Linked DNA regions of Mus musculus: regions 1 and 2 are each linked to region 3. Evidence: chromatin contacts called from public Hi-C and HiChIP or PLAC-seq data. All regions are on one chromosome and are shown on one strand. Each heading gives the region's core, a stretch centred on a gene start, on an enhancer-like site or on the middle of the called end of the contact. The rest is flanking DNA. Distances are from core to core; before and after follow the strand shown.

Region 1 (2,700 bases), core at 55-2,554, 63 kb before region 3:
GGGATAAATACCTATATTTATATATATATCCAGAGGGTATGAATATACATGCTTTTAAAATACGCCTCCATACATTTATGTAAGTGACTCTTCTGGGCATATGGGTTTCCCCTCCTTCTGGGGACTGTTCTGCACGGCACATTTCCACACGAGGTAATTTCAGAATGTTCTATTCTGTTCTTTCTGGGGCTCACTTTCTACCACCATTGGATTGCCCAGAAAACTGGTGTGGAAAGTTAGCTAAAGACAGCAAAATAAAGTGCAAGCCCATGCTCGTGGGATGCCTCAGGCAGGAGGCATCAAGGGCTGTCTTGTCTCTGTCTGTGTCCTTTCTCCCTCTGTTAAGTGCAGAGAGACTCAGCCAGTGGACCTGAGAGATGGATGTGAACTCGGCCTGGCCGTAGGATCAGATGCTCAGGTTGACTGAGTGAATCCCAGGGCCTCATTTCCCATCTGCAGAGTGGGAACACACCATGGTTTGATTCTCTGCAGATTAGCTAAGACAACATCCAACCCCTGATGCTTGCTTGGCTTCACCTACACAAAGGCTGGCAATTCCACTCCAGCCTTTTTGGAGAAGTTGCCCTTTTCATCTTGCTGGGCATAGAGCATCCCACTGGTCACCTTCTGGGTTGGCTCAAGGGCTGGGCAGGTGGATAAATGGTGACTTGCCTTGGACAATAGGATTGTGTTAGATTTGGGTAGAGGAACCCATGTGAGCCAGGAAGAGTCAATTGTGAGACTCGGACTAGAAATGTTCTAAAGCAAGTCCGGGTGACTGGTGTAGTACGGGTGTTGGCTTATCCTTGTGTCTCACTACACCTGAAGAATAGACATTCCCAGAAGAAAGTCAACATGGAGGGAATAAGACCAACTTTTAATGCCATCACTGAGTTCTTAGATCAACTGGGCCATAGCAGAGGCCTGCCTGGCCTTTTGGGAGATCTGCAGAAATACATTCATCTTCTTGATTTAGACTCGTTGGGGTTTCCAACCACTTGAAGTTCAAAATCCTCACTAATGAAATATGCAAAGACTTTCTCGCACCACTCGGTAATGAGCACGCAAGGAAACAGGGTGGGGACTTAGCAGAGGCCCCTGCTCGCTGCTGAGGGGACAGGATGTTTCTCCCTTGGCATCTGAAAGAAAGCGCTGAGTGGCACCACTGGGGATCGGGCTCACAGAGCACAGTCACTAAGGAAAGCAGCTGCCGTGTGAATAGAAACAGCCACAGGAACCCAGGGCCCAATTTACTCACACCTGGCACCGGGCCAGGTTGCAGGTGTCAAAGTCCAGGAGAGAGCAAGGGCTGTCACTTACGGAAGCATGCTGATGCAATCCAAGCTACTCTGTCATCAGTCACCCCATCACCGGGGCTTGGGGTGGGGGGGGGAGGGAAGGTGGCTTCAAGGGAGTCAGACACCACTGATCCCAACAAACAGGACCATGCTGCAAACAAACCCTGCCACCAACATATGGCTCTTACTTCTGGGACCGGGCAAGCCTCACGTTGATGATAACAAGCAGGGGAAAAGAATCGGTACCGTTACACAGCGTGGGGAGCAAAGTTGGCCTCAGAGAGCTCCATCTGCCCCCGGACTCGCTGCCTATGATATCTGGATCCTAGATGACCTTTTCACGTCATCCCTACGCTGTCTCTTTGCAGTCCCAGTCAAGGCTTGGATTTCGAAGGACTCACCCTTAAGCCTCCCCACTGCCTTAGTTTAGCTCGCCCTTCCTCTCCCAGCCCAAGCTTGTTCCTCCAGCAAGTCTCTACCCCAGAATCTTGGCTCGGGCCTCCCCCTTGGGATACTTTGTCTCTCCAATTTCCCCCTTTATCCGGCCCTTTCTAGAATGGAACCTGGTCAGATAGGCTTTATCTGGGAGCAGCCCATCTTACCCTGACACTGTCACCATCGCTGCAATATGTCATTTCAAGGCAAGCATACATCACTTCTAGACATGGGGTCTGTTAAATTTGCTTCACACTGGCCTTTTCCTTCTGGTACAGGCCTAACCAGTGCCTAGAACAGTGTCAAAACCACTGAAGGTGCTTTGCAAACATTTGTTCAGTGGATTGACTTGTTGGACACACACTTCCTGAGCAACTGTGGGCCACAGATGTTAACAAAATAGCCCCAAGAGGACTGAAGGTGCCATTCCCCAACCCCCTTGCTGCCCAGTAGTGTTCCTGTGGTCAAATAAAACAATCAAAGCTTTGGGTTTCTTTCAGAAGAGGGGGTTTTCTGGAGCAGGGAAGGGTGGCTGAGAAGTGGCTATTTTTATTCTCTTGAGTTTCTTTTTAGCCATCTCCTTAGGCTGTAATCTGGACACAGGGTGTCTGACTGGGCAAGCAAGCCATCTCTCTGTGTAGAGCAGAATGATGGAGCATGGTACCACACAGAAGGGCTAGACTGTGCAAAGGCCCAGGGGCAGCAGGGAACTTAGTTTCTGATATTATGCAACGGCAGTTGGTATGTGTCTTAGTCAGGGTTTCTATTCCTGCACAAACATCATGACCAAGAAGCAAGTTGGGGAGGAAAGGGTTTATTCGGCTTACACTTCCATACTGCTGTTCATCACCAAGGAAGTCAGGACTGGAACTCAAGCAGGTCAGGAAGCAGGAGCTGATGCAGAGGCCATGGAGGGATGTTCTTTACTGGCTTGCCTCCCCTGGCTTGCTCAGCCTGCTCTCTTATA
Region 2 (2,700 bases), core at 162-2,661, 43 kb after region 3:
CATGCTGGGTAGAACTCCACACGCTGCAGGAAGAACCTGTGCTTTATTGGGGGCTCTGGGTGGTCTGAAGCAATGTAAGCAGTCCGAGTTCTGATATGCCCTGACTTTAAAACTCTCTGCTTTGAAGATGGGTTGGACTTGATACCAGAGAGTAGGAGTTGTGGGCGGGCAGGATAGAGGGACTCCACCCAAAAGCACAAAAACCCAAGTGTCTCTGCAAGTCTAAGCCGTGCAGTCGTAGACACAGAAAACATTGATCAGCCAACCTCCACAGACCACAGACCGCCTTGTGAACAAAGCTAACAGGTCACGGCGAAGGCAGCTTCAAAATAGCCCAAAGCCAACATCTAATCTTCCCAGCAAGGCGGGGACCTCCCAGGTGGCTGAGTCACAGAAGGTCAAAGAACAGCAGGCAGCATAGGAGCGTAGGATATTGACTTTAGAGATCTGTGAACTTCATGGACCTTTTATCCCAGGGTAGCAAAGGCCTCCAAGGTCAGCTCTACCCCATCATCATCATCATCGTCATCATCATCATCATCACCATTTTTCTCTGGCTTTAAAGAAACAAACGTGGCTTTCCCAGTGATCTCTAACCTCTTAAAGGCAGGAAAATAACATCCACAGATTTGAGCTTCCTATGCCCCGGTAGAAATGAGTGTCAACACCAAAATTACTTCTTTCAAAGTCTTGCTGGGGTATCCTCCATGACATCTGGGACACAGCACCCAACAACTGCACCTCGCTCGGTAAAGGCTCTTCTCACTTAAAGCCAGAGCTCAGCACTGAGAATGACTGAGCAGAAAAGGAAGGAGCATCACCAAGCTCAGGTCTCACACAGAAGGCAGGGAGCCCTGACTGAATGCGGGATGTCACCTACGGGGAGAAGTCAGAGCCACTCTAAGGCTCAAACTAAACCACATCGGATTAGAATACTGCACCCAGTCACGGGGTGTTTTCCACTCTGCGGGTTCTGAGTTTCCTTGAGGTGACTCACACAGAGAGAATGGCTGGCCTTGGCTGTTCAGGTATTCACCCACCGTTTGTCTTTTCTGCGATTGGATGGGACAGAACTGCAGTTTCCAGGGCTGGGAACTGGTTGGGGCAGAAAGGTAACTAAAGCGTTTTGGAGCTGAACTTACAAGGGAGAAATGGAAAGTGTAATGACGTCTGATGCACTAAGGTTGGGGTGGTTTGTATCGGAATCACTGAGAAACAGCAAGGCTGGAAACAGTGGCCAAGTGCCTACGAGGGACTACGTACTGCCTACTATGTGAACTTACCATGTGGTTGAGACCACTGAAGATGGTCTCATACTTCAGGGAGAGAAGAGAGAGACAAACACAGGGCAGAGTTATGACGGTTTCCAATTTTGGAACCGCCAAGGTGGATGTTAGGGGAAGGTGAGTCATGAAGGTTACCCTGAGGTCAGGTGACATTTTGTTGAGACCTGTCAGGTAAAAACCACCCAAGGATGGATTCAAACAGAGCTTGCTGCCACAGGGCTGGGGCTGGCAGAACATGGAGGAGCCAAGTACTGCCCCCCATCCTCACCCCCTAACCTGCCACCTGACTTCCTGAGAAGTCCAAGATGAGGATGGGATTCAACAGGATTGAAAGAAAAGAAAAATCTCTTGGCGGGAATCCTCCGACTGATCAGGGCAGAGTGAACTCAGAGGACGTGGTGCACTCAGAGAGCCTGGTCTGCTCCATCAGGAGCTCTGCCCACTGCAAAAAGGCCATGCTAACAATTTGGGGCTCAAGATTTAACCCCAATTCTTACTAACCTTTGCCCCTCAGTTGTTTCCTCTTTCTCCTTTTCCTTCCTTCCTTCCTTCCTTCCTTCCTTCCTTCCTTCCTTCCTTCCTTCCTGCTCATGACCTTCCCTTCTTCCTCGCTCCCTTTCTCTCGCCACTCTTTCTCTTACGTACGTGTGTATTTGTACATGTGTGTGCATGCTGAGGGGTGGGTGCCCACGATGCCTGGGGGAAGGGGTCAGATTCCTTGGAATTGGAGATACAGGCAGACGTGAGCTGCCCTGTATGGGTGCTGGAATTCCAACTCCACAAGAGAAGTAGACCTTAATCACTCTGTTAATCCCTCCCTTCCCCTCCCCCCTCTCTTCCTTTTCCTCCCCTCCCCTCCTTTCATTCCCCTCCCCTATCCGCCTCTCCTTTCCCCTCCCATTTTAGCCTTGAGAGTGAAGAAGCAAAGGTTTGAAGGCGTGAGGGCCAGGAGGATGGCTGGACCAGTGAGTGCTTGCCACTCAAGCCCAAAAGCCTGAGTCCAAGCCCCAGAATTCACAGGATAAAACAAGACTTGTGCTTGTGACTGCAGCTCTGAGAGGGGGAGAGGTAGGCGGAGCTCTGGGGCCCCACTGGCCAGCAAATACAGCCTAACTGGTCATTCCAGGTCAGTATGAGATCCTGCCTCCATATTAAGGTGGACAAGCCCTGAAGAACCATACCTGAGATCAATCTGACTTCTGCATACATGCACACACACATGCAGATACACACATTCACACACACATATATGCATGTATGTGTATGTATATGTATATATACATTCACCTGAGATCAATCTGACTTCTGCATACATGCACACACACATGCAGATACACACATTCACACACACATATATGCATGTATGTGTATGTATATGTATATATACATTCACCTGAGATCAATCTGACTTCTG
Region 3 (2,700 bases), core at 67-2,566:
CGCCGGGCTCAGGGGCCGGGCACCCGGAGCGGAGCCATCTCTTACCTGCCGCCCGCTTGGGTGCCTGCTGTTTCCTCCTTGGCATCGCTCTACTTAGCTCCAGTCTCACTTCTGGCGCCCCAGCCCCGAGCCGCGCGCGGGGGCCGCAGTCTCGCTCGTCTTTCTGTGGCTCCTAGGACGTCACTCGGCCTCTGTCCCCCTGAAGATCCCCCTGCCAGCGCTCCAGCGCGGGGCCGGAGACCCCCTCTCTGGGTGGCAGATATGTGGCTCGCGCCTGCTGCTTGCAAGTGGAGGTTGGTTCTGCCTTGTTTGTTTGTTTGGTTTTTTTTCCCCCTCTCTTTTTGTTTTGCTTTTGGATTTTTTTCTTTTTTTGGTTTTGCTTTTTGCTGTTTTTTTGGTGACTGGTGAGACACTTGATTTCTTTATTAAACATCCAAGACGGGGTTCAGATGGCAGGGATGAGGGGCGCACACGCGCCACGCGCACACTCGCGCTTAAAGATAAGGGGGGAAACAATCCCGGGAAGACAGTGGATTTCTTCTTTTTCTTCTTCCTTCTCTTTCCCTCCTCCTCTTCTTCCTCCTCTTCCTCCACCTCCTCTTCCTTTACCACCTCCTCCTTCTCCTCCTTCTCCTTCTCCTCCTTCTCCTCCTCCTCCTCCTCCTCTTCCTCCTCCTCTTCCTCTTCTTCCTCCTCCTCCTCTTCCCTGATCTTGATGGCGGATTCGCGCTGGGGAGAGATCACTCACTGTAGGTTTGTTGTTGCTGTCAGATCCCCGTCTGTGAGTGATATGCGAGAGGACAGGAGCGGGTTTGGGAAAGACAGAAAATCTGGAATTCACTCACACACACACACACACACACACACACACACACACACACACACACACACACACCACACATACGCACACGCACGCTCGCTCTCACACACAAGCACTCTCGCTTACACACACACACACACACACACACACACTTACACTCACACTCCCCACATATGCTCTCTCTTACACACACACACACACACACACACACACACACACACACACACACACACACTCACACACACACAAGACAGGGCGAGGCGATGCCAGCAAACATCGATCCCGGCTGAACAAACTGAACATTAACAAACTCCTCCTCTTCTCCCTGCGACCTGATGACAGGGAGAAATTTACTCCCCAGCCGCAGAGCGCCAGGCAGAGGGAGTCTATTAAAGGGACAGTGTCCCGCCTGGGAGAGGAGCTGGAGAAAGAGGACCCAGCCGGCTTGGCTGCAGCCCTGGAGGCACCCACCTCCTCCTCACTGGGGCAGTGGAGTGTCCGCCTGTCTAGATGCCCCTCCAAGAGGAAGAAAAGGGGGAGTGGGAAGGAAGGGGGCGGGGCTCTGGCAGAGTTGGAGACAGTTAGAGTTGGAGATTAGAAGGGGACAATCTAGGTTTGCTTGGGAGACAGATTAGGGGGATGGGACTATATCCAGTCTCAACCTGTTCTCCAGCAAATAACCTCCTCTCACTATGTAAGTTCACATTGCTTTAACTTCCACCTTCTTGGAGTATTGGGATTTTTTTTTAAACTTCTGCTTCCTGGGCAGACTAATTACATAACCTTCATTGTGTTTCCTTCCAATGCTGATATTTATTGAGCACCTATGGTGCACCTGTTATACAGTCACCACAGTGACAGAGAGTGGGGAAGTCCAGATTGTGGCTGTTATCAAGGGTGAGAGGAACAACATCTGAAACAACTTGCCCCCTGGTGGTGTTCAGTCACTTCCCAGAGGTCTACCTTGCTGAAAATTTGATGTCCACCTTTCTCTATTTGCTTTCTCCGCTGGGCTCATCAAGGAAGGTGGATGCTGTGCACAGCTCGCTCTTTGGGTAATTGCCTCAGATCTCACTAGAGTATAAGTTCTTAGGGAGTTGTGCCCTCGTTTATCGTATTCTATCTCCCAATGGTGCCAAACAGAAAACATAGAGCTCCACCCCCAATAGTGCAATAAATGAAGAGGAAGCAGGGCATGCTGGGAGTACAACTTCAGAGTGGCCCGGATTGGTTAAAACTGAGTGTTGTTTTGGGGCTGAAAGAGGAGTCCATTCTGGAGAGTCTATTGTAGCTGAACCCGGTCTCCCTGGGTACCACTGCACACGGGGAGGTAGGTACCTTTCAGCACGTGTGAACAGGATGACCCTGTCCTGAAGACGCTTTCCTTCCTTCCAGTTGGGTAGAAAGTCAATGACAAGTGGGAAGGCAGCGGAAGGAGGTAGAGCTAGGAGCCTAATGAACCTGATACTGGGCATTGAACTCAGGGCACCGTACATACTGGGCAGGCAAGACATCATACATGCTGGACAGGCAAGGCACAATGCATGCTGGGTAGGCAAGGCATAATGCATGCTGGGTAGGCAAGGCATCATACATGCTGGGTAGGCAAGGCATCATACATGCTGGGCAGGCAGTCTATCACTAAACTATGTTTCTGATCCTCTTCATTTTTTTCTTAAATGTTGAGACAGAGGTCTTGCTAAGTTATTCAGGCTGACCTTGAACTCATTCTTAGATAGGTCTTCAAACTTGGGATCTTCTGGTCTCAGGCTCCTGAGTAGCTGGGCTGATAGGCCTGAGACACAGACTGTCATGAATCTGGAGTATGAAGAAGGAAGGATGTTTACCAAGTGGGGCTGCCTGGGGCAAGTCACAGATAG

The links. Hi-C and Micro-C count contacts between places; a contact is called where the count stands out from the background. HiChIP or PLAC-seq counts read pairs in DNA pulled down with a chosen protein or histone mark.
Region 1: a contact with region 3 is called in a Hi-C map of liver, with 2.2 times the contacts expected there. The contact joins the enhancer-like site here to the promoter of Tshz2 in region 3. A contact is called at or near these places in 2 of 39 promoter capture datasets (both in liver), 15 of 484 Hi-C or Micro-C datasets (the N1E-115 cell line, liver, muscle stem cells and 4 more), 2 of 115 datasets of contacts at active chromatin or transcription factors (fetal liver and fibro-adipogenic progenitors) and 3 of 9 other capture datasets (adipose tissue, liver and pancreatic islet).
Region 2: an HNF4G HiChIP or PLAC-seq map of pancreatic cancer cells shows a contact between it and region 3. The contact joins the enhancer-like site here to the promoter of Tshz2 in region 3. A contact is called at or near these places in 3 of 484 Hi-C or Micro-C datasets (the N1E-115 cell line, cranial neural crest and pancreatic cancer cells), 2 of 115 datasets of contacts at active chromatin or transcription factors (pancreatic cancer cells and regulatory T cells) and 3 of 9 other capture datasets (adipose tissue, embryonic stem cells and liver).

What each region holds. Positions count from the first base shown.
Region 1 is chr2:169,693,770-169,696,469 of GRCm38.p6, reverse strand. All of the region lies in intron 1 of Tshz2 (teashirt zinc finger family member 2), which reads right to left. Among named protein-coding and RNA genes, the nearest start is that of Gm34344, 28 kb to the right of the region's middle. Within about 2 kb of position 1,304, at least 41 of the 459 cell types and tissues checked have an H3K27ac peak or open chromatin away from gene starts, as enhancers often do. A contact at or near this core is called in the N1E-115 cell line, liver, neural progenitor cells and 1 more, where this site is marked.
Region 2 is chr2:169,588,217-169,590,916 of GRCm38.p6, reverse strand. No RefSeq gene overlaps it. Among named protein-coding and RNA genes, the nearest start is that of Gm34294, 41 kb to the left of the region's middle. Within about 2 kb of position 1,411, at least 28 of the 459 cell types and tissues checked have an H3K27ac peak or open chromatin away from gene starts, as enhancers often do. A contact at or near this core is called in pancreatic cancer cells and regulatory T cells, where this site is marked.
Region 3 is chr2:169,631,125-169,633,824 of GRCm38.p6, reverse strand. It overlaps Tshz2 (teashirt zinc finger family member 2), which reads right to left and starts at 1,316. Exons shown (of 2, transcript NM_080455.3): 1 at 46-1,316. The coding sequence starts at 85.